Regions from separate parts of the Mus musculus genome. Here regions 2, 3, 4 and 5 are each linked to region 1. Evidence: chromatin contacts called from public HiChIP or PLAC-seq, Micro-C and promoter capture Hi-C data. All regions are on one chromosome and are shown on one strand. The core of a region is the stretch at or near the end of the contact, and the rest is flanking DNA. Distances in the headings are between cores, read along the strand shown.

Region 1 (5,068 bases), core at 1,323-3,822:
AGTGGGGAAAAAAAAAAAACGGGCAGTGGTGGCGCACACCTGTAATCCCAGCACTTGGGAGGCAGAGGCAGGTGGATTTCTGAGTTCAAGACCAGCCTGGTCTACAGAGTGAGTTCCAGGACAGCTGGACTGTGCAGAGAAACCCTGTCTCAAAAACAACAACAACAAAAACAAAAAACAAAAAAAATGGAGCTCTTATCCTTCAGTTGAACATCTGACCCAAAGTACTGCACGTGTAGGAAGAGCCTCTCTGGAACTCTATCTATCTGTATTAAAGTCAGACTGCAGAACTGAATCCACAACTGTCGTCCACCCCACCCTGAGGTCTCACAGTCTGTCCCAGAATAAAAGACTTAAGTAACAGAACCACACCAGACAGATTCCTATCTGTTCCTTGAGTTCATTCAAATACTAGAAAGATGCCCAGTATGTGAACAGGGACAGAGACTAGAGTCACAGAAACCACAGAACTCTTGGAACATCAGCAGCTGGAAGAGGAAGGATTCTCCCTAGAGCTCTTGCGGGCAGCCTGACTATGTATTACAGCATCTTAGTTTCAGACTTCTGGCTTCCATAAAGGTGGAAGCTCCAAGTGTGATCTGTTAAGGCAGGGGAGTCCTCACTGCAGGAAGGGGTTTCTGAGGAGGTAAAGTGCTGAACCTCTGCTTTTCTAAGGTTGCCAAGGTGAGCCTGTGTCTTTTAGGAGGCTTTGTGACATTGCTGGGGTGTGTGGGGGTGGGTAAGACATTCCTAAACAAAGCCCCAAACCAAAGCGTTCACACCTTTGATTATGAACAACAAGCCTTCCTGGGCACTGGGGTGTTTGTGTGCTGAGCAGAAACAGGGGGCCTCCTGTTTGTTTCCTCTGCAGGGTGAACAAGGGAGCAGCCCTTAGTCACTTCAGCTGGAGGGAATAATAGAGGTTAAATATTTTATTGGAACATTAACTGAGCTAATAAACCCTAGCTTGTGGCCTAACTATATAAACCACACATGCGCTCAGAGATATGTTGGCCAGCTTCCAGTTTCCTTCTGCACATACATAGAGGTTTATTTGATTTTTAGATGGTGTCTAAGAAAGCCCATGCTGGACTTGAACTCCTGATCCTCTTGTTTCTATTTCTTAAGCGCTGGGGTTACAGGTTTTCCACATAATGCCTGGTAGATGCTTTTCAAAAAATAATTTTTGTTACGTTTTATTTATTTTGTGTGTGTGGGGAGGCATGCCACCGAGCACAGGTGGGCAGGAGATAAATTGGTTCTCCCCTTATACGGGGGGGGGGGGGGGGGGTAGTGGTGGTGTCCAAAGATTGACGGGTCATCCTAGCTGACTGGCATCAGGCAACTTTGTTGATGAGCCACCTCAATGACCCCAGAAGCTGTTTTGAGAGTAAGCTCCGTTTCCTTCATAACTTCATTGTCCTCCCCTTCCCCCTTCTTAGTGGGAAAAGTGTCTTACACCTACCTGGCAGGAGGCTCAGAGAACAAACTTGTACAGTCTTTAAGGCCGGCTTCCTTCTTCCTCCACCCCTTCTGGAGGTGAGGGCAGCTTTCTCTGCAATATTTGCTGTAAATACTTTCAGTTCATTTTGCTAGCTCTCTCACTTTTTCCAGCTCCCAAACTGACTCCCGACTGTCAACAGTAAGAGTTTGGTCCTTCTAAGAATTGAGGGCCGACTCGGTGATGGTTTGGATCCTAGTCAGTCGCTTTGCAAACTGCTGCTCTCAATATCTTTTCTCACGCTTATTGTTAAAACTGGTTGTCCTGCAGTGGAATACGCGTGCAGGATTTTCCCTTCTTCGTTCTAGTAAGGCCGTTCATCACAGCGGCGTGGGACGTGGACCCCTGAGAAACTCTTAGCCAGTTAGGTGAAGGTTAGTATTTGCGCAGCGTTTTCTGCAGTCGGTGTAGGCGGATGCTAGGGAAGCTTAGACTGGAATCTCCTCCAGGGAGGGGAGTGACAAACAGCCTCTAGGGTGTCCTGTCCTCCCCTCCCCCTCGCCCGCTCACCGGTCCGCCTGCCCTTTTAAAGCAAGGTCTATAAAGGATCTACCTATTTAGTCTTAAGCTGACTGTTGGAACTCAAAACAGCCCAGACCCATCTCCTCGGAATTCTCCAGTCGCAGATTCCCGAGCGTAAGTGCTGGAATTCCAGTCTTCTGCGACACAACCGCTTGGAATTTCTGGGTCTATTTTGTGGCTAGAGAGGTGGTGGCAGAGTGGCTAAGGCGACTTGTGGAGAGAGAGAAAGCGGGCGAGCTTTCTTTCCCTGACTGCAGCTAGGAAGGAGGTAAGAGAGAGCCACGAGCCACGGTGCGCGACTGCCTCACCCTTGTTCAGTAGTTTCCTCCTCCCGAAAGCCCTTCCCAGGAGGTCGTGTTGCAGGCTCACAAACAAGATCTTCCGCAGCGATCGGGGACGTCAGCGGTCCGTTCTGTGGGTGAAGATGGAAAGTCTGCTACCGAAAGAACCTTTGCTGGGAGTGCGGGGGGGCGGGGCGGAGGGCGGCGGCTCTCTAGGCAGCAGCGCCCGGGAGACGCGGTCATGCCCCGGAGCTCCCTGTTGGGTGGCGATGGGGGTGGGGCAAGGGTAGAGTGTAGAAAAAGGGAGCCCGGCGCCCGAAAGCCACTGGCTACCCGCATAGCCCGCAGCCCACGCCGAGGTGCAGGGAACCTGCGGGGATCCTCGCTGCCGGAGGGCCTCGGTGAGTCACCGCGGGGTTGTCGCAATCGTTACCCGGAGGAAATCAGGCCCGGGGTGGGGCGCGTTCCTGGCTGCCTCCATGCACTCTGACTGCACTAGGGTGTCCCGTAGGTCACCCAGCTGGGTCTTCTCGCCAGAGACACTCAGGTCTGAGCCGGCTGCCGTGGCTACAGCTTGGCCTGGGCCTCCAGTAGAGAGTGAGCTTGCGGGGCCAACCGGGACCCAAGGGGAGGAAGCAAGGAGATCGCAGTAGTTCTGAGAGTTCTCGCCTTCCCTTTCCTCTTCGCTCCGCAGAGCTGAAGGGAACGAGGCGGGCGGCAAAGACTCCTCAGAGCCCGGCTCCGGGCTGGACGCTGTGTTTTCCGAACTGCGGCTGGACTGCCTGGGACTCTGACACCTACCGCTCTCGGCTTTCCTGGGGACCTCTTCCTGAGGGCGTGCTGAGACATGGAGGGCGCAGACCTGGCGGTGAAGCTCCTGTCCACCTGGCTGACGCTGGTGGGCGGCCTCATCCTTTTACCCTCGGCCTTCGGATTATCCCTGGGTATCTCGGAGATCTACATGAAGATCCTGGTGAAAACCTTGGAGGTGAGTGCAGGAAAGGATGTGGAGCTCCCGCTGCTCTGAGGACTTCGGATCTTGGAGTGGCAGGGGTTGAGCTTTGAACTGTGAAAGCAATTTGGGCAAGGGGGTCAGTCAGTGGTGGGAGGTCGGGGTGGAGATGGAACGGGGACCCGAGAGAATATTTCAGTTTCTGGTCTGCTGTAGTGAGAAAGACAGCCTGATACCAGTCAAGAACAGTAGCCCACCTCACAAGAATCCCTCTATCTGTATTTCTTCTTCACTACTATTTTTTTTTTTTTTTTTTTTTTTTTCTTACTAGATTAACCCCAGGACAGCCGTTTGCTGTATCAGCAGGTTTATTACCCACTATGCCTCTCGGGCTGTCACTTCACTCTTGAGTTTTTACAGCCCCAGGTTTCAGAGGTCCTTTTGTGACTACAGAGGCATCCTGTTCCACTTGGTGCCCAATATAAGACACCAAATGGCTGGGTGGCAGAGAAGAATCTGATTTTTTTTTTTTTTTTTTTTTTTTTTTTTTTTTTTTTTGGTTTTTCTGGACAGGGTTTCTCTGTGTAGCCCTGGTTGTCCTGGAACTCACTCTGTAGACCAGGCTGGTCTCGAACTCAGAAATCTGCCTGCCTCTCTGCCTCCCGAGCCTCCCGAGTGCCCGGCTGAAGAATCAGATTTTATTTTAATGTAGTCACGGGGATTTTTATCTAATCAGGTGCACTGGAATACTATCCCAAAGGTTTCTGGTCCTGGGTTTGTTTGCAGATTTCAAGGACAAAGGTGTTAGATCCAACTGAGTGGAGGGACAGGAGGGACGACATCAGCATAAGCTTATACACTCTTTTTTAGTAAAATTTAGAAGGCCACTCCAGGCCGGGAGGCAAGTGATGTGAGAATCGGAGTTCAGACGTTTGCTTGAGTTAAGTGTGACAACAGTGAATGCAGAGGCTCTGTAGGCTGTACAGCTTTGCATTGGTTTGGTACCCAAATCTCATCCCTGTTTCTCTGTATCTGATCTAGCAAGGTCATCTGATCCCTGTACCTTATAGTATTCGCCCTCAAAAGAGGGGAAACAATGCCTATTTGCATATAGATTTTGTTTTGGTTTTGAGACAGGATCTCACTCTTGGTGCCCTGGCTGGCTTTGAAGTTCTTGACAATCCACCTTCTGTTTTCTGGTGTTACAGAGTGGGACCGTCAGACTTAGCTTTCCACGTAGTTTTTAGGAGTGCGAACACATCAGTGCATTGAGTCCGTAGGAGGGCACTCGTGCATGGTGGGTGCCTTGTGTCTTTATGATTAAATGACGGGGTACGATTGCTTAGATTCTGCTGCCTTCGGTTTCTCCTGATTCTTTATTACCATCTGTAGCTGTGCACTTTTTTGACCTGTACTTTCTGCCCTCCCGTAGGACTTGGCTCTGTCCCTTGCTTTTAGCACTGGAGTGGCTCCTAGATGCACATCTCTACCTCTGCTGCTTGCTAATGCTTTCCCTTAGGCCTTTGCTGGACTTTCTCTTTGCTGGCCACTTTGTGAGTCCTTAAAATGGTTAGATTCTTTTATCTGCCCCACTCTCTCTTCCAAAATGGCATCTCACTTCTTAGCTCACACTTGCTGGCCTTGAACTTGGCTCTTGCTGCTTCAGGTTCCCAAGCACTGAGTGATGTGTGCCACCTTGTTAGCTAGCCTTCAAGGTTTTAACTTTTTTTTTTTCTCTTCTCTCTTCTTATTGCCATTACACAGTGTTGTAGTCACACTATGCTGCGGATTTTAGTTTCCTCCCTACTGGCC
Region 2 (5,068 bases), core at 990-3,489, 1.6 Mb after region 1:
CTAATGAGAAGGCATTTTTATTTTAAATGAGGAAATCCCATTAAATTACATTTTCATTCCATACTTGTTTAATAGTAACTAGTCATATGTGAAAACACTGGACCCATGGAGTTTACAAATGTCTATCCTGTCCCCCTTCACTGAATTCCTAATGCAGCCTGGCCTAACAGGAGCACTGTCCAGGGGGACTTTCTGGTTGGGTGATGTTTCTGTCCTTGACACCCAGACAAGTTGTTCAGATGCGAGGCCGTTATCTTCTTTCCTTTGTCTTCTTCCTAATTGTTTTCTAGTCTCTGGAGAACTTCTGGTCCTGAAGGTGTTCCATGTCTTCCACGGATGGACTGTGTGCCCCAAGGCCTACCTGCCTTCCATAGCTGGCTTTCTTTTCCTAGACGCTCCAGTAGGTGCCTAGGACTCTGGATTCCTAAAAGTTTGTTTGTCCCTCTGAATTAGTTCTAGGGTTTGCAGAGTTATGCTTCACCCTCAGGATTAAAGTTAACTTGACACCATTACTTCAAATGACCCTTTGGCCACACCCTCTGCAGACTCCCCAGAGCTGAAGGAGAGACATCACTTCTCAGAAGCCACCACCTCTGGTGAGAATCAAATGTCTGCCCGCTGGTTCCAGGATTTATCTCTTCTTTAAAGTTGTTACTGGGCACAGGAAAGCAGCGTCCCAAACATACTTAATCCTCTCCGGGGGTGAGTGGTGCAATCAGAATCCAGGAAGCAGCAAGTGTTACATTCCCTAGTCACAGATTTTTATGTCAATCCCAGCAGGCTTCAGTGCAGCACCAGCGTTGTTAGTTATACACTAGTGTACTTGGCTGTAGAAGGGTCTGTGGTCCTTCTTAGCAGATGGAACTCTTCCTTTACCTCATCTGCCGTCTCCATGACAACCCTCCCCTTTCTCTTTCTGTGTTCTCTCTAGCCTAAGAACCCCATACATCACACTGGCTGGTGAGATGGTGTCAAGTGGAAACGATGGAGACAGAGGTGTGAAGGCCAAAGGCCTTGGACACAAGGATGGGATGTATCTTAATCTCTCAGCCTGGGATCTGCCGGGCAGCCTCCCTGAGTTTAATTTGTGTCACCTTGGGTCTGAATTGCTGTGGTAACATTTGTTATAACCAGAAAGTAGGCTCCCAACCTAATAGCAGTCTTGCCTTTTTGAAATGTCACAGTCTTGAATCATACCTACTGACACTTGTCTTCCAGGGGCTCTCAGGGCATGGAATGTGTGCAGATTTCATTTTGGTTAATCTCATTGTTTTGCAGTTCTCATTTAGAACTGCCCACAGGCTGTCACTTGACAGTGTTAACAGTCCGCCATTACAACATGCAAGGCCTTGTGAGCCGCTGAAGGTCATCTATCCCACCAATTAGAAACACAGGCCACATGGCTTCTGGCTAGGGGTTCTACACACATTTTAAAGGATCAGGCAAAAGAGCTTATTCCCCCCCCCCCCGAACTTAATTTCATTCATTAAAGGGCTGAGGTGTCTCCTGCCAGAAAAATCAATTTTCTAGTGGGACCTCGGCCTGGGATGGAGCAGACTCATCCCTACCCCCGCCCCGGAAACCTGACGGCAACAAAAGCAAAATACCTATTCGTGCCCATCCAGGCTTGTATGCTCGTCAGCCTGAGCATGTGCCTGGACATCCCAAAGGACAAAATCCAAAACACCAGGCTTTAGGAAACCTAAGAGTGCCAAACACCTAGAACAGTAAGCGCTCAGTGGGTGGGAGTGGGGAGGGCTGGGGGCTGGGGGCTGGGGGCTGGGGCAGTCTATATCAGGAATATATTTGCCACCTTGCTCTGAGAACTCTAAAAGCATGTCAAGACGGTTTATTACACTTAACATCTCTCGAAATGCCTGACTAGAGCACACTCATCTAAATACGTTTTTAGGAATAAAGCTTAAGCTGGAGAAATAAGATTTGGCAGAGATGGTGGCAGGGCGCGCATAACCAGTGTGTGAGGCTTGCTGAAGGAACACAAGAGTGGGGGCTTTGGGTTCCTTACATTCTCTCACCCATAGCCACAGATCTGTGAGCAGCATGCCCTCATGCTGCATTTGGGCTGAAATGAACGCAGCCAACTGCAGAGGGCCCAGGCAGTGGTGTCTGATGGGGCGCCCGCCCAGCATTGCTCTGGAGGTGAGGCTGGCGTGCAGGGCGGGGCTCCCGCCACCCCACCAGTGCTGCTTGGGTCCTCTGAAGCCGCCAGCTGCCAACTGAAACCCGAAACCCGGCTGCGTCTGCGGGCTGGCCCCACTCAGTTGTTCCAGCCTCTTGTACTGTATATTTACACATTCACACACAATCACTCTTTCTAACTTCTTGACTCTTTGCGCAACTGCTAGGATTTCTCAAGTGCATGTGGCAATTCAGCCCGGGTGAGAGAAAGCCGGTGGGACTCGGAAGGGAATCACGGGGCCGCGGGGCCGCCCAGGCTGCAGAGGGGACAGAACTAGAGCGAGACAGCGACTGCTGGGGGAGTCCCCCCCAACTTTCCATGCAGCTGTGGCTCTGGGGCTGCCCGGGCTTCCTCTGAGAGCAGCACGCAGGCCTGGCGAATGGGGTTCTGCGCTCGCCCTGGGAAGTAAAGGGCACCCTGCCGACTGGAACTCATCTTTAGGCCAGTCCTAGGAGCCTGGACATCGGAGCAGCCGCCAGCCATCCCTTGTAGGTCCGGCATCCCTGGCAGGGTAGGTGATTTGATTGCTGCTGTGGAGCTGGGGCTTGGGGGGAGGGGGGGAGAAACCACCCGGAGGGTGGGTGGATAGCAGCTTCAGGCTATAGGGAGGTAACTGCTGTGAGCCAGGAGCAACGCTGGGACCATACTGGTTCAGTGTGTGTGTGTGTGTGTGTGTGTGTGTGTGTGTGTGCGCGTGCGCGCGCGCGCGAGAGCACTCGCTTGCGTGTAAAACACAACAAGCAGGCATCTTGTGTTTCTGACTTACAAAACAAATGCAACTGATACAGTCTCTACTCCCGCCGTCTACCTTCTCCTTTCATCTGCTGATGTTTTAGCTAGTTTCAGAGTTGCCTAGACAACTGGCGTGTGGAGGTAGATTTCAGTATATATTGTGTTACTATTGTACCGGAAAGTGGTAATCTTCGGTGGATTTTAAGACACACAGATGGGTTTAGACTTCTTGAAGGAGTAGTATTTTGAGGAGGTATCCACCTACTTTAAAAGAGAAGCAGGCAGTACATTCTTATTAAAGATAACTTTAGCAGTATTTCTTGTGAAAGTCCTCAAAGAGAGATTATTAGGCGGAATGCCTTTGAGATGCTAGGCTGTCTAATATGGGCTAGTGACCCAGCTCCTGGCTCCACTGTAATCTGTTCCAACTCATCTGAGTAAGTCTCTCCCTAGTGTGTTTGTTTTTGTCCCTTTACTCACCATATTACAGATTAGTCCCGTTTAGCTTCCAAAACATCACTGTTTCATCCCATTCTTCAAAAAGGAAATGAGAAAGTCAGGTGAGGTGCCTGAAATATACAAAGTGTAAAAGCTTTGCTTACTCATAAGTATAAAGTTTTGTCTTGTTGGGTCTACTACTAAATAAGAGAAACTGATTCGAATCTGGGGACATTTGCAGTGGTATTTAAAAGCTATACAGGATTGCCGAGATAGATGGGTAGGCAGATTCAATCCGTTCGTTCCCTGACTCTAATTAGAGCTCAAAACTAGCCCTTAAGGTCAAGAAGTGATGTTGGTATTGAACTGGGCATCATAAAACATGCAGAATCATTAGGAAGCAAATACAAAGGTACCCGAGGCTTGTGGGTTCTCAATCTCCCTCTAAATTCCCCAGTACTTACTTCATCTTCTCTGGGAATACTTCACCTTCCAAGAGAACTTAATCATAACCACCTTTTCATTTTTCCTGAGTGCCTACCCTCCAGAAAATACATCACTATCTGCTCTCTAGAGCCTTTATGGAGTTGTCAGAGCTTTTGCCTTAGACATGGTGGAAGGCAAAGCCATCAAAACATAACTGTAAAAGAAAGAACATCTTTTCACACAGAGGAGAACGCATGTTCTTGGTAGCAGACCTTTTCAAAGGAATAGGGAGCAGGCTGAGGTTTTGAGGTACATGGAAGTAATGTACAGCTAGCAGGATATGGGGGGTTGTAATTCTCTCTGTAGGAGAAACTCAGACCCCTTGACTTTCCACAACATTGCTATCATCATTTTCATTTCAGCATCTGAGGGCTTTGGATTTAACACAAGGGTGGTTGCTATCCAATAATCTTTCTAACCTAGTAGTAAGTGGGACAAAATAAAGTTTTTCAGAACAAATTGAAAAACCACTGTAGAAATAAATAGCGATGTTTCTTTCCAGACAAGAATATAGTGTAAACTAGTTTTGGCTTATATCTCCAGTGAAATTTGCCTCCGCATTTGATTCAGATAATAGCTGCCAAAACTCTGAGAGCTGTCCTGGATGGTGGATTCATTTCCCATGTAATCCTGAACTCTCCTGGGTGGAAGGTGGGGGCGGGGGCGGGGGCGGGGAGGGGCGGGGCAGTCGGTGGGTGGGAATGAGCAGCTGTGTACTGTGAGATTACTTTGCTATGGGTCCAGAGTCTAAGTGGTGTTTACCAACAGTGCCCATAAGAGCCCCCGCTGTGACCTACTGGCCCACTGAGGAGAGTTTTCTTCCTGGCTTCTAGCGTCCTGGTTGGCTTCTCTAGGTGCACAAAGGCAGTGGTGCTGTGAAATCTTGGCTATGTATGTTAGTTTCCTGTTCTATGAGCAGGGCTATGGTGCTCTCTGTTACCTGGAATCCGTTCCCTCTGGTATTTTCTGGTCAAAGGTGAAGAGACGAGTTTCCCTTTAATTCAACATGTGTTCGGCTGATTGCTTCTTTCTGGCCCATCTTGATTATTTTTATTAAGGGTGAATGTTTTGTAAAACTAATCTGGGCAGGTGAGTGTAGTCTTAGCCTGGATCCCAGGAGGAAGATTCTGCTACACAACTTGTCACATATGGATGCAGAGGAGAGAGGAGAGTGAGGGTAAGCAGACTCTTAAGCCTTTATTAGGCTCTAAT
Region 3 (5,068 bases), core at 1,022-3,521, 1.2 Mb after region 1:
TCTTCACATCTAATTGGTATCCTAAAACATTGATCATCACTGGCTCTAAACTTAGGCAATCTGGGTCCTAGACTTTCCCTAAAGTTGCCTAATTCCCCATCTGTACAATGGGATCAGCATCTTCCCCGTGTCTGAATGAGAATACACGGATGAATACTTTACATGCATGCTATCCTGGGATCCTCTCCATCTTTCCGTGGTACTCTGATACACTCTCCATCACAAGCATTAGACAGAGACAGGTGGAAAGTACACAAACTAATTTTTTTTCCTCAGACTTGCCTGCATCTACAAGACTTAGACGTTCACGCTCTTCTCAGCCTCCCAGTACCTGGCCAACAGGTATGAGTCACCATACCCAGGTAGGATATTTACTCTTTTTAAACTACGATACCCAGTTGTTTACCATCTTTTGTGGTTCCAGATCAAATGGGGGTGGGGGAGCCCCGATGTAGGCTACATTCTGAGGATAATTTCTAGAAATTCTAAGACCCCACTGAATGCAGCACCTTGGTGATATTTAGGACACCAGAGGTAAACAGTGAAGACTTGTGGAGTTCAGCATCCTCAGAGTACAGAATCTGATCCTGGAATATTACACTACGGTTTAACTTTCTTTCATGTCTTTCCAAGTTACTTCAAAGCCTCATGTTCCTTAACTCATAGCACATTTGTAGAGAAATTTTTGTGAGAAGCATATTTTTACATGAATAGATTTCAACTAAGGAAAAGAGAAACTATTTAAAAACCTGTATTTCTAGTTGCTTGAGGCAGAACTGCTCAAAGTTTTAGTTCTCAAACCTAATGAAATACAGATTTTTTTTAAACATTAAATGCATATCAAGCTAATTCTTACACAGCAGGGTCCCATGATGACAGTTTTATTTAAAGAGGGATTTACTTTGACTAGATCTATACACTAACAGACTATAGTCTTTCTCCTAGACTCTACACTAATACCACATCCCATTTTCCTGTAAATAAGTACATTTTTCATTGTTTTGTTATTTTTACTTGCTTTACATCCTGACAGTGAAAACTGATCTAAACCTGCTTGATAGAGGCCAGCCTGGAATCTGCTGTCTCGACGCAAGGGTTTTGTTTTTCTTTTTTTGTTGGGTTTTCAGACACCATAATAACCACTTGGTACTGACCAACCCATAGCTATTAGTGAACAAAAATAGTTTTTCGTATGCATAAGCACCATTTTTCCCACAGAAAAAACACTTAGCCATTGGTGAGGTACTGAAAATCCATGCATTCGGTAAACATCTGCTTGATCTGATTCTATCCTATTATTTCTACAAAGGAAGAACTCATCATCTGTCTCTCCGATTCAAGAGTCAAAAAATCAATGGAACGCAGCACCTCCGATGCGACCATGGTCCAGAGGGCTCTGGTCGGAAAGGTCACCGCTGCCTTTTCAACCCCGCCATAACCGCGAATGTCGGTGATGCCACCACATCCCCGATGCAGGACAGAAGCATCCCAGGTCCCTTCCACAGGGAAGGGTTTGCAGCTCAGAGCGTAGAGGGATGAGCCAGGAGAGGCCCGCGGCCCTGGAGACGGCGCCCGAGGGATGGAGGCCGCGCTCCGCTGCGCCCGGGCGCGCGCGGGTGGGGGCTGGGGGGTCCGGGAATGGGCACCGGGAGGGTCCTCCCGAGGGGACCGGCATGACCCCCACCTACCCCGGGCGCCGCCGGGTTACGCCCCCGCCCTCCCGGACCTGCGGTCGCCTTGCCCCCGCCTCCCCATCCCCGAGGCCCCCGCACGCCCCTCCGCCGGCCGCCTGGGACCAGCCGCCGACGGCGCCCTCTCCAGGCCCGGAGGAGGACGCGGGTGGGGGAGCGGCTGGGCCGCGGCCTGTCCCCGCGCGGACAGCGCCTCCGCCCCGCAGGAACAAAGCGCGCCGCGGGCGAGCCGGCGAGCGGGCAGGCAGCACTCACCGCGGACGCGCGGGCCCAGGCGTGGGGCCCGGGAGTCCCCCCAGGCCGGGCCGGGGCCGAGCGCCCGCTGCAGTCCGCGAGCTGCGGGGCCGGGGCGGCAGCCGTGCTAGGCAGCCAGGGCAGCGACGCCGCCGCCGCTCCCTTCTCCCGCCTGGGTCCCTGCTCCGCCGCGTCTTCTCCCTCGCCGGGTCCCCGCCGCCGCCTCAGCCTCGGCACTGCACGGGCTGCTCCTCTCCATCAAGGCCGGGCCGGGCCGCGGGGAACATCCCGGAAAGTGAGGGCTGGTGGCCGTCTCCCGCAGCTGCTGGTGGCCATCTTTAATCCTCCTCCTCCTCCCGCTCTCCCCACCTCCCGCGCCCGCTGACGGACGGCTCGGGATCCTCCTCCCGCTCCTCCCGCTCCTCCTACCAGGCCGGCCGCAGAAACTGCAGCCGCGCGGCCGGCCCCTCCCGCCTTTCCTTCCTCTTTCCTACTTCCTTCCCTCGCCGCGGCTCCTGCTTGCCGGCACCCTGGACAGGCGCGCAGCCCAGTCCGCGCCCCGCGCCCCGCGCCCCCTGCCCTCGCCTCCGGGCTCCCGGGTCCTCTGGCGCAGCGCTCACCCCCTCCTCCGGCTTCTCGGGGGACCCTGCTGAGAAAGCACCGCTGCGCGCCCCTGAGCCCTACTCCCATTGCTGGATGCTGTCACCAGCGATGAAAACACGCGAGCCTGCGTTCATTTTACTCCAGCTGGAGTACAAAAGAACTGCCCACGCTAGCTCTTTCACTACGCGGCCTCGAACCCCCACCTCCTCCGGTGCGGATCAGGACCCAGGAGTTTCCAGTCTCCAGGGTTGTCCTGGGTCAGTGACCTTGAGACCTTCTGCTGAGATTTTAGGTTTGCCCTTTCTGGAAAGGTCATTCTTTGTACCTCCATAGACCTGACCAACACAATGTTTGCACTAAATGAGTATGGATTGGTAAACTTGAAACAGCCAAGCGGACATCAGCTTGTCTCTGTTCCTAGTCCGCCCAGCGTACCGTTTGGGTCATACTTCTGTTCTGACGGTGGGGACAAAACTGAGTCAGCATGAATGCTTGAACTCCTTGAGTTGAACAGCTCAGAGTGGGGAAGTAGTGGTACAGAAACTGGAAACACGAGCTTGTTTTCCCAACACTGCAATCTACAGCAGTTTTAGGATTTCCTCTAAAAAAGAAAAAAAAAAAAAAAAAGCCGAAGTAATTTGGACTTGCTGTTTCCTTTTTTTAAGCCAGTTTGTGTTTGGAATTGGATCCAGTTGTACCGATTTACTCCACTGTTTGCTACAAGATTCAGCAGCTGTTCCGTGTGGGGGCCCCTGTTCCTGCTGTTCCCAGGCACCCGCTGGCAGGACAAAGCACCTTTCCCCAGGTGTGGAGAGCCATGCCTGTAAGGCCTGTGCTGGGTGGGGCTGCTGTTGGATGAGGTTGGGGGGTCCCTCAGGAGGATAGAAGAATTGTCCAGAGTTGGAGGCCAGGGAGACAGTCAGGGAAGGGAAGAGACCAGGGGCAGGCTACAGAATAAAAATGTAAATGTTACTCAATTCTGAAAGAGTAGGTCAGAACAACCCCTTTTAAAAAAACCTACTTTTATAACCAGATCATCTAAGGGGGAACAGAAATCCGATGCTTTGCCTCTAAGGCTCACAAAGTAACCTGTAAAGATACTGGCCATTCAACTGTTTTAACTCAGTCTGTGCCATCTATAGAATTCCTTTAAAGCCAAATAGGCTGTGCTATAGCGCTCTATAATACAGTTTTAAATAAATCATTACTGCCAGGTCGCTGGGTGGGGGAGGGGTGTGCCTGCTTCCTTTTCCTTCTTACTGCTCCTTCCTCCTTGGCCCTTTGATGTGTATTCTTTAGGTACCGTTCCTCCAATCTGCCCTTACACAAATGTACCACAAAATTCTCTTCAGCCTGGGAGTGTGGCAGGAAGAAGAGCTACTGGATGCATGGCTACATTAGGGTAAGAAAATCAGTTGAGTCAACACTAAGACCAGGGTGCCTTTCAGAAGGAAGATCTTCAACTAAATATGAATGAGGTTTCGAATTTTTTTTGTAATTATAATTGGGAGAAGAAAATTTATGAAATGTATGTCATCAGCACATTGATTATAAATGTCTTTCTGTTGGAAAAAAAACCATTGCAATAAAGTTCAAGGGTATATCAGTATGCAAATGTGGCAATTTTCCTGCTGGTGTCTTATAGAGAATATTTCACAAAGGTTTTCTCCTAGTGCACACATATACACCCAGCTGCCTTCCCTTGTTTTGCTGAAGCTATACAAATATAAGGATTATAAGGATGGTCTGGAAAAGACCCTTCCCAGTTGCTCTCTCTCAGCTCTGCCTCAGATCTGTCACCGCCACAGCTCTTACCTTCCTGGGTCTTTGTTGCCGGCCAAATGTAGTTTCTGTCATCTTGAGTTTAGGTATTCAAAACAAAACAAAACAAAACAAAACAAAACCCTGGTCAGCTCAGGTTCTCCAGCAACATGACTACTGTGTCCTGTGTATTCACTCAGATGAACTCACACTCCTCATAAAACAAAGACTGTGTTAAAGTGGAATAAGCCCTTTGTGCAGAGGCCAGATGGAAGGAGTTCTAGGCATGTGCAGCGAACTCCTCTGGGGATAGAGGAAGCTGAAGGGCTATTTCTAAACAGTTCTGCACCAGGAGTCTGATTCCTAACTTCCATTCAGAAATGAGGTGACTGTAGACAATAGCAGTTGAGGAGCTGTGCCTCACGACAAGTAAAAGCCATGGATTTGTGGTGACAGAAGACTCGTGAGCACAACAAGTGACTGGCGGGAGAGATGCTGAGGAGGGAGGACATGTTTTAAAAGAGAATTTCCAAAATTGTTAAGAGAAGCAATAAGCTCAGAATTCTCTGTTTAAGCATTTGCTTCTTTTATGTTTTATTTATAAAATGAAAGGTTAATGGCAAATGGGATTATCATTCATATATATACATATAAATGTATAAATTGACATATGCGTGTGTGTGTGTATAATACAATATGTATATAAACTAAATTCTAGATTTTTAAGATATTACCAGAACATGGAGTGTTACAGATGCTAGAAGACAAAAATCTACATA
Region 4 (5,068 bases), core at 1,165-3,664, 1.2 Mb after region 1:
TAAGTCCTTGAAAATGTGCAAGAAGCAATGCAAAATATTTTTACCCGTGCACCTGCAGAGAAAGCCTTTTGACAAACTGACAAAATGTCTCTTGCCTTCCGAACAAAAATCACTGCACCCTGCCCTCTGCTTCATTAACCTGAAAGAAACCTCACCTGTTCATATATCAACCTCCGTCAACCTCGGTCAAGCCACAACTGCTCTGTTGCAATCCAATTTCCTGGGTCTTTGTTTGTTTGTTTTGTTTTCGAGACAGCGCTTCTCTGTATAGTCCTGGCTGTCCTGGAACTCACTCTGTAGACCAGGCTGGCCTTGAACTCAGAAATCCGACTGCCTCTGCCTCCCAAGTGCTGGGATTAAAGGTGTGTGCCACCACTGCCAGGCCCTGGAACTTTTTTTAAAATCTCATGTGGCTTACTGCTCCTATGACAGGGATAATATTTTCTCCTCTCCTTAGGCAGACTCCAGGAAGAAACAAATAAGGAATGTGGAATTAGTCTCAGATATCTTCAAAAGGTCATTACAATAGATGAAAGAGAGCTGGGCATGGCTATGTGGTGTGTCTAGGACCCTGGGACTCTGCTATTGAGCTCTGCCCCGGGGTTCCATTTCCAATGCTCCCCACAGAGTGGAAGGAACTTCCTGCTAAGGGCTCACTGCTTACTCACAGAATGGCTTACCATTAGAGTCAGGGTAAAAGTGAGAAGAATACATTAGATTATGACTGCTCTCTCTTCCCCTTCTGTAAACAAATGCAAGCGACTCCACCACAGAGCCAGGTCACTGTGTGTCACCCGGATGAAGATCTGAGGCTGAGCTGCACATATCTCTCCTTAACGCATACATTATTACCGTGTTCACTGGAGTGTCTCAGCCAGGAAAACCAGAAGTCAGAGGACTGAATGATGTTTTCATAAAACGTGAATTATTTACAATGTCTTACATCTTGTCTACTAATTATATTGTGAGTTGTTTTCTAATTCTTACAAAAGTCCACACGTTCTGAGACCCAGGACTCGTGCAAAGCATGCAGGCAGGAGTACAGGGCAGGTAGGACGGCTCAGAGGTGAGGGCACTTGCTACCTCCTGATAACCCGAGCCCAAGCTTCAGAATCCACAGGGTGGTAGGAAAGAGGCAACTCCTGAGGGCTAGCCTGTGAACCCCTGAGGGCTAGCCTGTGACTCCCACCTCCACCTGGTATCAGTGCTTGGGCATACATCTGCACACCGAATGAGCAAATGTTTAAAATAAATAAATAAACTGTAATCTGACCACTCATGAGGCAGAGACAGGTGAATTTCTGTGAGTTCAAGGATACTCTAGCCTACAGAGTGAGTTCTAGGATAGCCAAGACTACAGACTGAGAGACTGTGTCTGAGAAAATAAAATAAAGCTTAAAAAAAAGGAGTTGTATGTTCAATTTGGAGACAACATGGAAAAGATGGCAAAGGTTAGACATGGCTTTGCTGTATTCCTCAGACAAAGCAGAGCTCAGCTGTTTGAGGCCCACTGCGTCTTTAACAGAGTTATAAGGTAAGACGGGAGTAGCCATGCAGCTCGACACCTGTTTGCACGAGGAGATTCAGAATGTATCCTCATTCAGACTCATACAGAAGAGATACAGAAGTAAAGTCTAGCACAACCCTAACGCCCGCAAAGGCATGAAGCTGCAATGAGCTACCTCTATAAGACAGTTTCGAACTTAAACCTCAAAGGTTTTCTTCAAGGACAAGTCTCTCGGCTCCCCCTGTAGTTACCACAGGGAACATAGTCACCGTCTTCCCAACAGCGTCATAGAGAATCCTCCATTCCTAGCCCTGCTCCGGAGAGCAAACTCCTTGTATGAACACTAAACTGGACTCTTCTGAGAATGGCTACCAGACACTCCTCAGAACCGAGGCGTGGCTCCTCTCTCCTAACAAATGGGCTCCTTTGAGAACGGCTACTGGACATCCTTTAGAACAACCGAGGCAACTGTCTAGTCGGCCTTCACTCAGACTCTGAACAGGCTAAGAAAGCTGAGCAATCCGCAGGGAGAGACAAAACCAAGGGTACAAGCATGGCTGGAACAGAAACAAAGGGACAGACACGTAAAACATCCCCGTGCTGGCAGCCCCGCCACACTTCCTGTACTTGAGTCCTGTAGTATTTGGCACTAAGAGAATTGTTTTCAAAGTAACTCTCCAAAGCCAGGTGTGGAGGCACTTGCCAGTGATGCCAGCACACAGAAGGATCACAAGTGTGAAACCTGCAAGGACCACCAAGTAAGAGCCTGTCTTGTACATGCACTGTCTACACAGCAAGGTGAATGTGAACGCCTGGCTGCCTACAGAGTGAACTAACACACTAACTACCAAAACTACGCCCGGGTCCGGCTGTGCTGGAGACTCAGGGTCATGACAGGAGGTTCTCTGCCCAGATAGAATTTAACCCCATCCAGAGTCGGTGCAGACATGAATGAAACACTTGACTCCAGACAGTTTCCTCTCAGAAATCTGTAAGTGTTCTCACCAACAGAATAAGACGTTTGAAACCCATGACCTATTATGGATGGTCATTATTATCTTAATGACCATCTTCAAATGCTAAATTCGAACACATACACAGTCAAAATGCTTTATGCCCTTTTAGGGTCAAAAAGGGGGAAAGTGAGGTGTTTTCCCTGTGACTCCCAAGCAGCTGCTGAGTGAGCCCCGGAGCCATCGCCTCCCTACAGAAAATTAGAATAACAATACTGGAATCTATTTGTCAGGAAGAATAAATGAAGAAGTGCATGGGAAAGAAAAGAAACAGTAAGTGCTACCTGCTAATAATACTGCTTTTATTACCATTAGCTGCTATTCAGATAAAGTGGGTGGGTTTCCAATATAAATGTGACATTATCAAACTACATTGTTTGAACAGGCCATTCTTCAGCAGGTGCAAGAAATGAAAACTACTGAAAAGCATGATCCAAGAAACAGAAGATAAAGGTAAGCCCACATGAAAATGTACTCATTTCTAAATAAACTAAGTGTGTGGGAAGACCCCCACAGACAGGCACAGTGCATTCTTTTTTTTCTCTTATCCTTGTGTTTGTGTGTGTGTGTGTGTGTCAGTATGTGTATGTATGTATCTCTGTGTGTGTATACATATGTGTATATGTATGTGTATGTATGCACATATCTGTGTCTGTGTGTATGCATGTGTGTATGTGTATCTGCATGTGTCTGTGTATGTGTGTCTGTGTGTGTCTGTCTGTCTCTGTGTGACAACATGCATACAAAGGGCAGAGGACAGCCCTAGGGATAGCAGCTGCCCTCTGTCTTGTCTGAGACAGTCTCTCTGTTATGTGCTACTGTATACCCGAAACCATAGCTCCCAGGAATTCTCCTCTCCCCACCTCTCAGTCTGCCATCACAGACACTCACTGTCCTGTGTGGCTGAGACTCGTCCTCTCCCCACCTGGCATCCCATTCTTTCCAGTGGGATCTCTCGCTTTCTGGAAAACCTTCAGTAGCTTTCCCTCAAAGAGATATAAACATACACAAGCACAGTCAAACACAAGGTCACCCACCGATGAACGGAGAAGGTAAGACGTGCTTTTAACTAAGCCAAATCTTAACTCTGCTCCTTAAGTTTTAACTTTTAAATCAAAACTGGGGTAGAGGTGAATATTTTATACCTGTGAGGTTCTTAAAGACATCTCTTGAACTAAGAAATGAGATGTCCTTATTTTGATGTTAAAAATTATTAGGCAAGTATATATATGGTATATATGGTATTACAGAACAGTCATAAATATGACTCGGCCTTTCTCTGACTGTTCCCGCTGCCTGCTCTCATATACACCATCTGTGCATTCACACGAACTTGAACCTGGACCTGGGCAGTTGACGTGCAAGCCTAGGACAGTTTTTCTGAGGTTTCTCCTTCAATGCATGAAAAAAACTAAGCACCCCACTGACAGCTCATGTTCCATAGACTTCTCGATGCCTCTCTCTCCTCTGGATCATTTGTATTGCCAAGAGCTCGCATGAGGACTCGTTTGTGCTTATTCTTTCTTTTCTTTCTGACAGGATCTCTCTAGTAGTCCAGGCTGACCTCACACCGTGGCCTCCAAGCGCTGAGGTTACCAGTGTCCATACACTGCTAAAGCAAAAGCAGCCTTCCTTTTTATTATTTAAAGGGGAAAAAAAAAAGAGTTTGGGCGCATGTCTGATGCCTGACCAAATTAGGTCAAAGTGTTTAGGTTGGGGAGACTTCCTCCTCCTAAATTTCTCCCTTCTCTTTATTTACCCACAGATGCATTTTCCCCCCAAAGATTAGCTCCCTCAGGAGGCCCCTAAGCAGCCACAGACATCTCACAACCATATTAATACATCAAGTGTTTTTAGCAGAGGTCCTGGTAAAACAGTCCACAGATGGATAAATGTGGTACATCCACATAATGGAATACTATTCAGCTATTAAAAAACAAAGATTCTTGAATTTTTTCAGGCAAATGGCTGGAACTTGAAAATATTATCCTGAGTGAGGTAACCCAGAGCCACAAAGATACTTATGGTATGTACTCACTTATAAGTAGATATTAGCCATAAACTACAGGATAGCCATGCTACAATGCACAGACCCAAAGAAACTGGATAATAAAGAAATCCCAAGGGAGGATTCAAGAATCTCACTCAGAGGAGAAACTAAATAGTCATGAGGGGTGGATGAAGAGAGGGAACTGGGTAGGAAAGGGGGAGAAGAGGGGAAAAGGGCTGGGGATCAGGTATTGGGAGTGAGAATGGAAATAGGGGGAAGGGCAGGGGGTTACCTCTGGTGACCTAGCTAGAGGCCTGGGACAGGAGGATATGAGGAATCTATAGGGATGACCCTAGATGAAATTCCTACCAGAGAGGAGGGGGAGGGAGGCCACCATAGGTGTTCACAAGAGCCTGAACCACCAACCAGGGAGCATGCAGGAGCTGAACCTAGACACCACACACACACACACACACACATTTCTAGCAATTGTGCAGCTTGGTCTTCATGTGGGTCCCCTAACAAGTGGAGCAGGGGCTGTCTCGGTCTCTGTTGCCT
Region 5 (5,068 bases), core at 1,842-4,341, 1.0 Mb after region 1:
GATTGGAGAACACATGCTAACTTTTTCACTGTAGATATCTACAATCTTGAATTTCTTGAATGGAGAATACTCAGACTCATGAGTTATCTCTATATTAAGGCACACAGTCAATTTTTTTTCCTATTCTGCTCAAAATTAAAGAAATCTTTAAAAATGGAATGATAAATAGTAACTAAAAACTATGTTCCTGAAGTGATGAGGATGTAAATTTTTATAAGACACAAATGTGCACTTGAATTGGAGAGCAAGGGGTGCGCATGAGAGGGGGCCGCAGAGCTCAAACTGTGAGTGTGAAAACACAAAAGCACTCTAAGGCTCTGTATGTCCTGGGATTGGAGGCAGCAATGCGTGCTGCAGTTCTCACAACACTGGTCCATTTACCAATGGACCAGAGGGGCGAGGCGTTCAGTGTACCAGCGTCCGCTTACCTGGAGGAGATATCTCCTTTTATGCACCTCCTTGATGTCTTCATATGCAAAGATGCTGCAGGTTCTCTTGAGTTGGCTGGGGCCTTGCCTGGCACCTCGAGGGATAATTGGTTCGTGCATGCTGTGAGGAGCCAAGCGGGAAAAGGAAACACACAAAACCACTGGTCAACAAAGGAGATGCCATTCTCTACAGAAGACTAGGCGGCAGACAGTACATCAGAGTTTTCAGTTAAAATTGTGATAATAATCTATCGGTCCCTGGGGAGTTGGGAACCCTTCTGAAGATCACCATCAAAGCGTTTTCTCCTGTTAGGTCAGCCTTTCTATCTCTCAGTTGGCACAGGGTCTAGGCCAAGAACATGTTTAGGAATCCATAAAACATTTTATTTCTTTCCAAATCAAAATAGAAAGAAATGACCTACAATATTTTGATATAGATCTATCTTTATATTAATAAAACACAGTTTTATTTTTCAAGAATCACAAAACACGATTAAATTTTTTTTATGCGGAAGAATGTCTCATGCACGTCACCATGAGGCCTTCAGTCACCATGGTTACCACACTTCTAATACTCAAGCACAAGAGCTGTCCTTTCGTCAAGAGTGTTGCTCCTGAATGTCTTCCTATAGCTGTGTGCACGTCTAGGTGTGTATAGCTGTCTGTGTATGTACATGCCTGTGCTGGAGCTGAGGTGTCCTGTTCTGTCCCCCTCTGCCTTGTTCCTTTGCGAGAGGGTCTCTCACTGAGCCTGGAACATGGCGAGTAGCCACTAGCCCTAGCAATTCCCCTACCTCAGTTCCACAGCCCTGGGATAACAGGTGTCTGTGTGGCCATGTGTGGTGCTTTGAATGTTTGGCCCAAGGAGTGGCACGATTAGGAAGTATGGCCTATGAGACACTTCTAGCTGCCTGGACAAGACAGTCTTCTTTGGTTCAAGATGTAGAACTCTCAGCTCCTTCTCTAGTATCATGTCTGCCTGGATGCTGCCATGCTTCCTACCATGATGATAATGGACTGAACCTCTGAAACTGTAAGCCAGCTCCAATTTAAAGTTTGCCTTTGTAAGAGTTGCTTAGGTCATGGGGTCTCTTCACAGCAGTAAAACCCTAAGACATCAGGCTTGTGGGGTTTTTTTTTTGGGGGGGGGGAGTGGTGAGGTGGGGTGGAGACTGGGATCTGAACTCAGGCTCTCATGTATGTGTAGAAAACACCTTTACCCTCCTGCTATCTCTCCAACCTCTGTAGCAATGATTTCAAAACTGATCTTGCAAATTCAGAATGAGCTTTTAAGTGTATAGCTATGTTAGTTAGTTGTTTTATTAACTTGCCACAGCTAGAGTCAATTGTGAAAACGTCCATAAGATCAGTCCTTGGGCATATCTGCAGGTTATTTTCATGATTAGTGATTGTGTCAGAGGGGCCAGCTCACCATGGGCGGTGCCATCCCCTAGGTAGGTTGTAGGCTGTATAAGAAAGCCAGCTGAGTGAGGAGCCAATAGGCAGTGCTCCTCTAATTTCTGCCCTGACTTCCCTCAACGAGGGATTCTGTCGGGGAAAACAGAAGGCAAATTAACCTTCTCCCCCTAAGTTGCTTTCTGGGTGTGCTGTTTATCACAGCACGAGAGAAACTAACTAAACAGTAGGTTAACCATGACTATAATTTGGTATATAATGCTAATGATACAAAGACATAAAATGCAATTTTCATTTGAAGAATACTTTCTCTTTAGTGGAAAGGACAGCACTGCCCCAGGCGAGGCACAGAGAGACTGGGAGGTGACTTAGGACATGGCAGTGTCAGAGGCTCATACGGACGGGGAGGTGACATGTCTTAGGACGTGCGTTTGGGATTAAGGAGCAATGCAAATACATTGGCTGTCCTCTCGAGGCAGCTTTACTTGGTGTCCCCTTGCGCATTTACTTACTTTGGAGGTAAGGTTTCAATGTCCCTTATTTCCCTGGTGGCAGTCATGGTGAACCCATCGATCACATAGAAATGCTCTTTCCCGAAGAGAAGCAGCCCCTCACTGGTGTCCAGGCCCTGGACGCGCGCACAGCGGTACATGTGCTGGATCTACAAACAAAGTCACAAGAATCCCTTCCTGTACCTTCTCCCTTTTGTTACTGCTACAGGAAGCCCGAGGCTAAGCATGTTAAACCCGGGTTCATGTCCGGCCTGTAGATGATTTAGTAATGATGGCAAGCATTCACTCACATCATCCACTGGGGCCTGCACCCTACCCAGGACCCTAGCTCCGACAGCACACCTGTGCTAGAGTCTGTAAGTGAGAAGTAGGTTGGCTGAGGCTCCTGTTCTCATGGAGGGCAGAGTCTGGTAGAGCAGAGGTTTGAAGCATGCATGTAGAAAGATTAGAATAGGCAAGATGACACCCTGCACATGTTCTGCAGGAATGGGAGCCCCAGGCAAGTTCCAAGCTCTGTGGCTACAGCCTCTGCAGATGGTTGGGGGCCTCAGTGTCTTAGAACATCTGCTCTGTCTCTAGCATACGCCGTGGATTTGTCGTAGGCCTAAGTGAGATAAGGCATACAGCAACCACATTAGACTTGTTGGCTGTCGTCTCTCCCAGAGGTCACTGTCCTCTCTGCATGATCCTCCCAGGAGCCACAGGGTGGAATGCGTCCTTCACTCCCCACCCAGCCCCTGACTCCTGGGTGAGCCCAGCTGAGCAGATGCTCAGTTTCCTCACAGGGCAGGTTACTGAATCTCTCAATGTGAATACTGTTTTCTTTTCAAAAGGGTAATTCTTAGTAAACATTCCTCTTGTTTGACTCATTTCAACACAAGTCAAAGGGGGAAAATCAGTGGCTAAATCAGAGTCAAACAGCTATCAAGTGACGTCACTTGAATCTAGTTCCCCAGCTTTTCAAACGCAAGTGACTGTTTGAGAAGGGAACAGAAAATATCAAGCTGGCTACCGGAGCCTGGGGGGACAAGGGTAGAAAGGGAAGACCATTTCCCAAAGGGTGTGAAGTTTCATGTGCAGTGGGCGGTGGGTTTCAGTGACTACCTTTTATCCACTATCGGTGAGGCTCAATATTTTTACGCATAGATAGGAACACCACATTGTATCCTAAAGATGTATACGTCGTCGGAAATAAAATGTAAAGATAAAGGCATGAATACATTTTCTCAAATATCTAGGGATTAAGGCAATTTCACTGCACATCTGAGTCATTTCAATAAAAGGGCAGGCTGTTTGTAGGGAGGTCCACATATTACAATTTATTTTAACTTTTTGAAGCATAGTTTCATTGGAGGTTGGCCTCCAATCCCTGGGTAGCCTAGAATGACCCTTCTGCTGTACCTTCAGAATGCTTGCACTGAGTGGCTGTATTTAATCGGGGCTGGGATTTGAACCCAGGGCTTCCTGTGTGCTAGGAATGAGCTACACAAAATGAGCTACATCCCAAGGCACAGAGAGGTTTAATTCTTTTCCCTATGGCACTGGGGCTGAAAGCCAAGGCTGCACGCATGTCAGACACCTGTGCCACCATCAAGCTCTGCCCTCAGCTTCTTGACTTACTTTAAAATAACTGGTGCTACGTAAATGGGGGGAGGGGGAGGGGAGGCGGGAACAGATAGATTGACATCATAGGCACATAGGCCTTCTGAGTGTTCAGATGCTATAAACACGGAGTGAGAACCCTGTCATCTGGGGATGCTGAACATCCCGGGGCCACACAGCCTCCCTCTCAAGCTATCTTCTGGATGGATGAACTTTTATAGTTACATGATCTTTTCTTTTCTTTTTTTCTTCCTTATAATTCCATTCAAAATTATTCAGCGCACATCTCCAATCAGCATTGTTTTAATAACACACTGGCTTCTTATTACAACTTCTTGAGGTAGGATAGATCTCAGGGATTAATACCACAGGCAAAAAAGTAAGAACAGCCTTTTGAGATGGGTGATATTCAAATTCATGACACAGTAACCACCTTACCTTCCTTCCCTCCTGCAGCTAACTACCACGCCAAGGTCTATGTGTCTATTGTAGGACTGGGCTGTGTAAGATGGGGACATGAACAACAATCAGCGCCTGACTGCAAGCACAGCATCGAGAGGAAAGGGGACTCGGACAAACAGTCATGACAGGCGAACATTCTAGGATGCCCACTGAGCAGGCCACAAGCACTGAGGGAGGGCGTCTGAGCAAGGCTGAGCAGGCCAAGGAGACAGCCCTAATGGGGCTACAGACTTCAAGACTTATGGACGCAGCAATCACTAGAGGTTTCACCAGTGCTGGGACATGGTGGGGGGATTGTCAGAAGAAACAGTATGACCAACGGTCAGAGCTAACAGCATGGGGGTGGGGGGGTGCAATGAGAGCCAGCATGGAAGCAGGTGCTTAGGCTTAGAAGTGGGCAGAGCAGGGAGGCACGGGAGATAGCTTCCTGTGAGGGAGGGAGGGAGGGAGTGAGTGAGTGAGTGAGTGAGATCAGGGTTAAATATGAGCTGGAGGTGAGAGCCCTGATCAGCTGCAGTTTATGGAGATAGAGGGAAAGAGCACCTGGCTCAGACAGCTGGATGGCCTACCCCCATAGACCTGATTAGGACCCTAAAGGGAGGTGTGGTCTAACAACAGACACAGAGAGAGAATTAGGACTCAGTTGTG

The links. Promoter capture Hi-C pulls out the DNA fragments that hold promoters and counts their contacts. A called contact is a pair of places that touch in the nucleus more often than the background predicts. HiChIP or PLAC-seq counts read pairs in DNA pulled down with a chosen protein or histone mark.
Region 2: a promoter capture Hi-C map of pre-B cells shows a contact between it and region 1. The contact joins the promoter of Arhgap24 here to the promoter of Gpat3 in region 1. A contact is called at or near these places in 2 of 39 promoter capture datasets (hippocampal neurons and pre-B cells).
Region 3: an H3K27ac HiChIP or PLAC-seq map of embryonic stem cells shows a contact between it and region 1, with 5 times the contacts expected there. The contact joins the promoter of Wdfy3 here to the promoter of Gpat3 in region 1. A contact is called at or near these places in 2 of 39 promoter capture datasets (cranial neural crest and embryonic stem cells), 1 of 484 Hi-C or Micro-C datasets (the G1E-ER4 cell line) and 3 of 115 datasets of contacts at active chromatin or transcription factors (embryonic stem cells, large pre-B cells and pro-B cells).
Region 4: a contact with region 1 is called in a Micro-C map of embryonic stem cells, with 4 times the contacts expected there. The contact joins the enhancer-like site here to the promoter of Gpat3 in region 1. A contact is called at or near these places in 4 of 39 promoter capture datasets (the 3T3-L1 cell line, liver and neutrophils), 1 of 484 Hi-C or Micro-C datasets (embryonic stem cells), 2 of 115 datasets of contacts at active chromatin or transcription factors (large pre-B cells and stem cell-derived neural progenitor cells) and 1 of 9 other capture datasets (embryonic stem cells).
Region 5: a contact with region 1 is called in a promoter capture Hi-C map of the SN4741 cell line, with 4 times the contacts expected there. The contact joins the enhancer-like site here to the promoter of Gpat3 in region 1. A contact is called at or near these places in 5 of 39 promoter capture datasets (the 3T3-L1 cell line, the SN4741 cell line, hippocampal neurons and 1 more), 2 of 115 datasets of contacts at active chromatin or transcription factors (embryonic stem cells and forebrain) and 1 of 9 other capture datasets (embryonic stem cells).

What each region holds. Positions count from the first base shown.
Region 1 is chr5:100,843,657-100,848,724 of GRCm38.p6, forward strand. It overlaps Gpat3 (glycerol-3-phosphate acyltransferase 3), which reads left to right and starts at 2,573. Exons shown (of 13, transcript NM_172715.3): 1 at 2,573-2,705; 2 at 2,999-3,292. The coding sequence starts at 3,152. Gm46917 (a long non-coding RNA gene) reads left to right here and starts at 3,903. Exons shown (of 2, transcript XR_001784903.1): 1 at 3,903-4,553; 2 at 5,021-5,068. It also overlaps a transcript of Abraxas1 not described here.
Region 2 is chr5:102,479,152-102,484,219 of GRCm38.p6, forward strand. It overlaps Arhgap24 (Rho GTPase activating protein 24), which reads left to right and starts at 2,240. Exons shown (of 10, transcript NM_029270.2): 1 at 2,240-2,711.
Region 3 is chr5:102,067,650-102,072,717 of GRCm38.p6, forward strand. Wdfy3 (WD repeat and FYVE domain containing 3) reads right to left here and starts at 2,272. Exons shown (of 67, transcript NM_172882.3): 1 at 1,947-2,272.
Region 4 is chr5:102,033,612-102,038,679 of GRCm38.p6, forward strand. All of the region lies in intron 2 of Wdfy3 (WD repeat and FYVE domain containing 3), which reads right to left. Among named protein-coding and RNA genes, the nearest start is that of Wdfy3, 34 kb to the right of the region's middle. Within about 2 kb of position 2,415, at least 7 of the 459 cell types and tissues checked have an H3K27ac peak or open chromatin away from gene starts, as enhancers often do. A contact at or near this core is called in embryonic stem cells, where this site is marked.
Region 5 is chr5:101,867,605-101,872,672 of GRCm38.p6, forward strand. It overlaps Wdfy3 (WD repeat and FYVE domain containing 3), which reads right to left. Exons shown (of 67, transcript NM_172882.3): 47 at 2,357-2,505; 48 at 429-549. Among named protein-coding and RNA genes, the nearest start is that of Gm20548, 44 kb to the left of the region's middle. Within about 2 kb of position 3,092, at least 11 of the 459 cell types and tissues checked have an H3K27ac peak or open chromatin away from gene starts, as enhancers often do. A contact at or near this core is called in the SN4741 cell line, where this site is marked.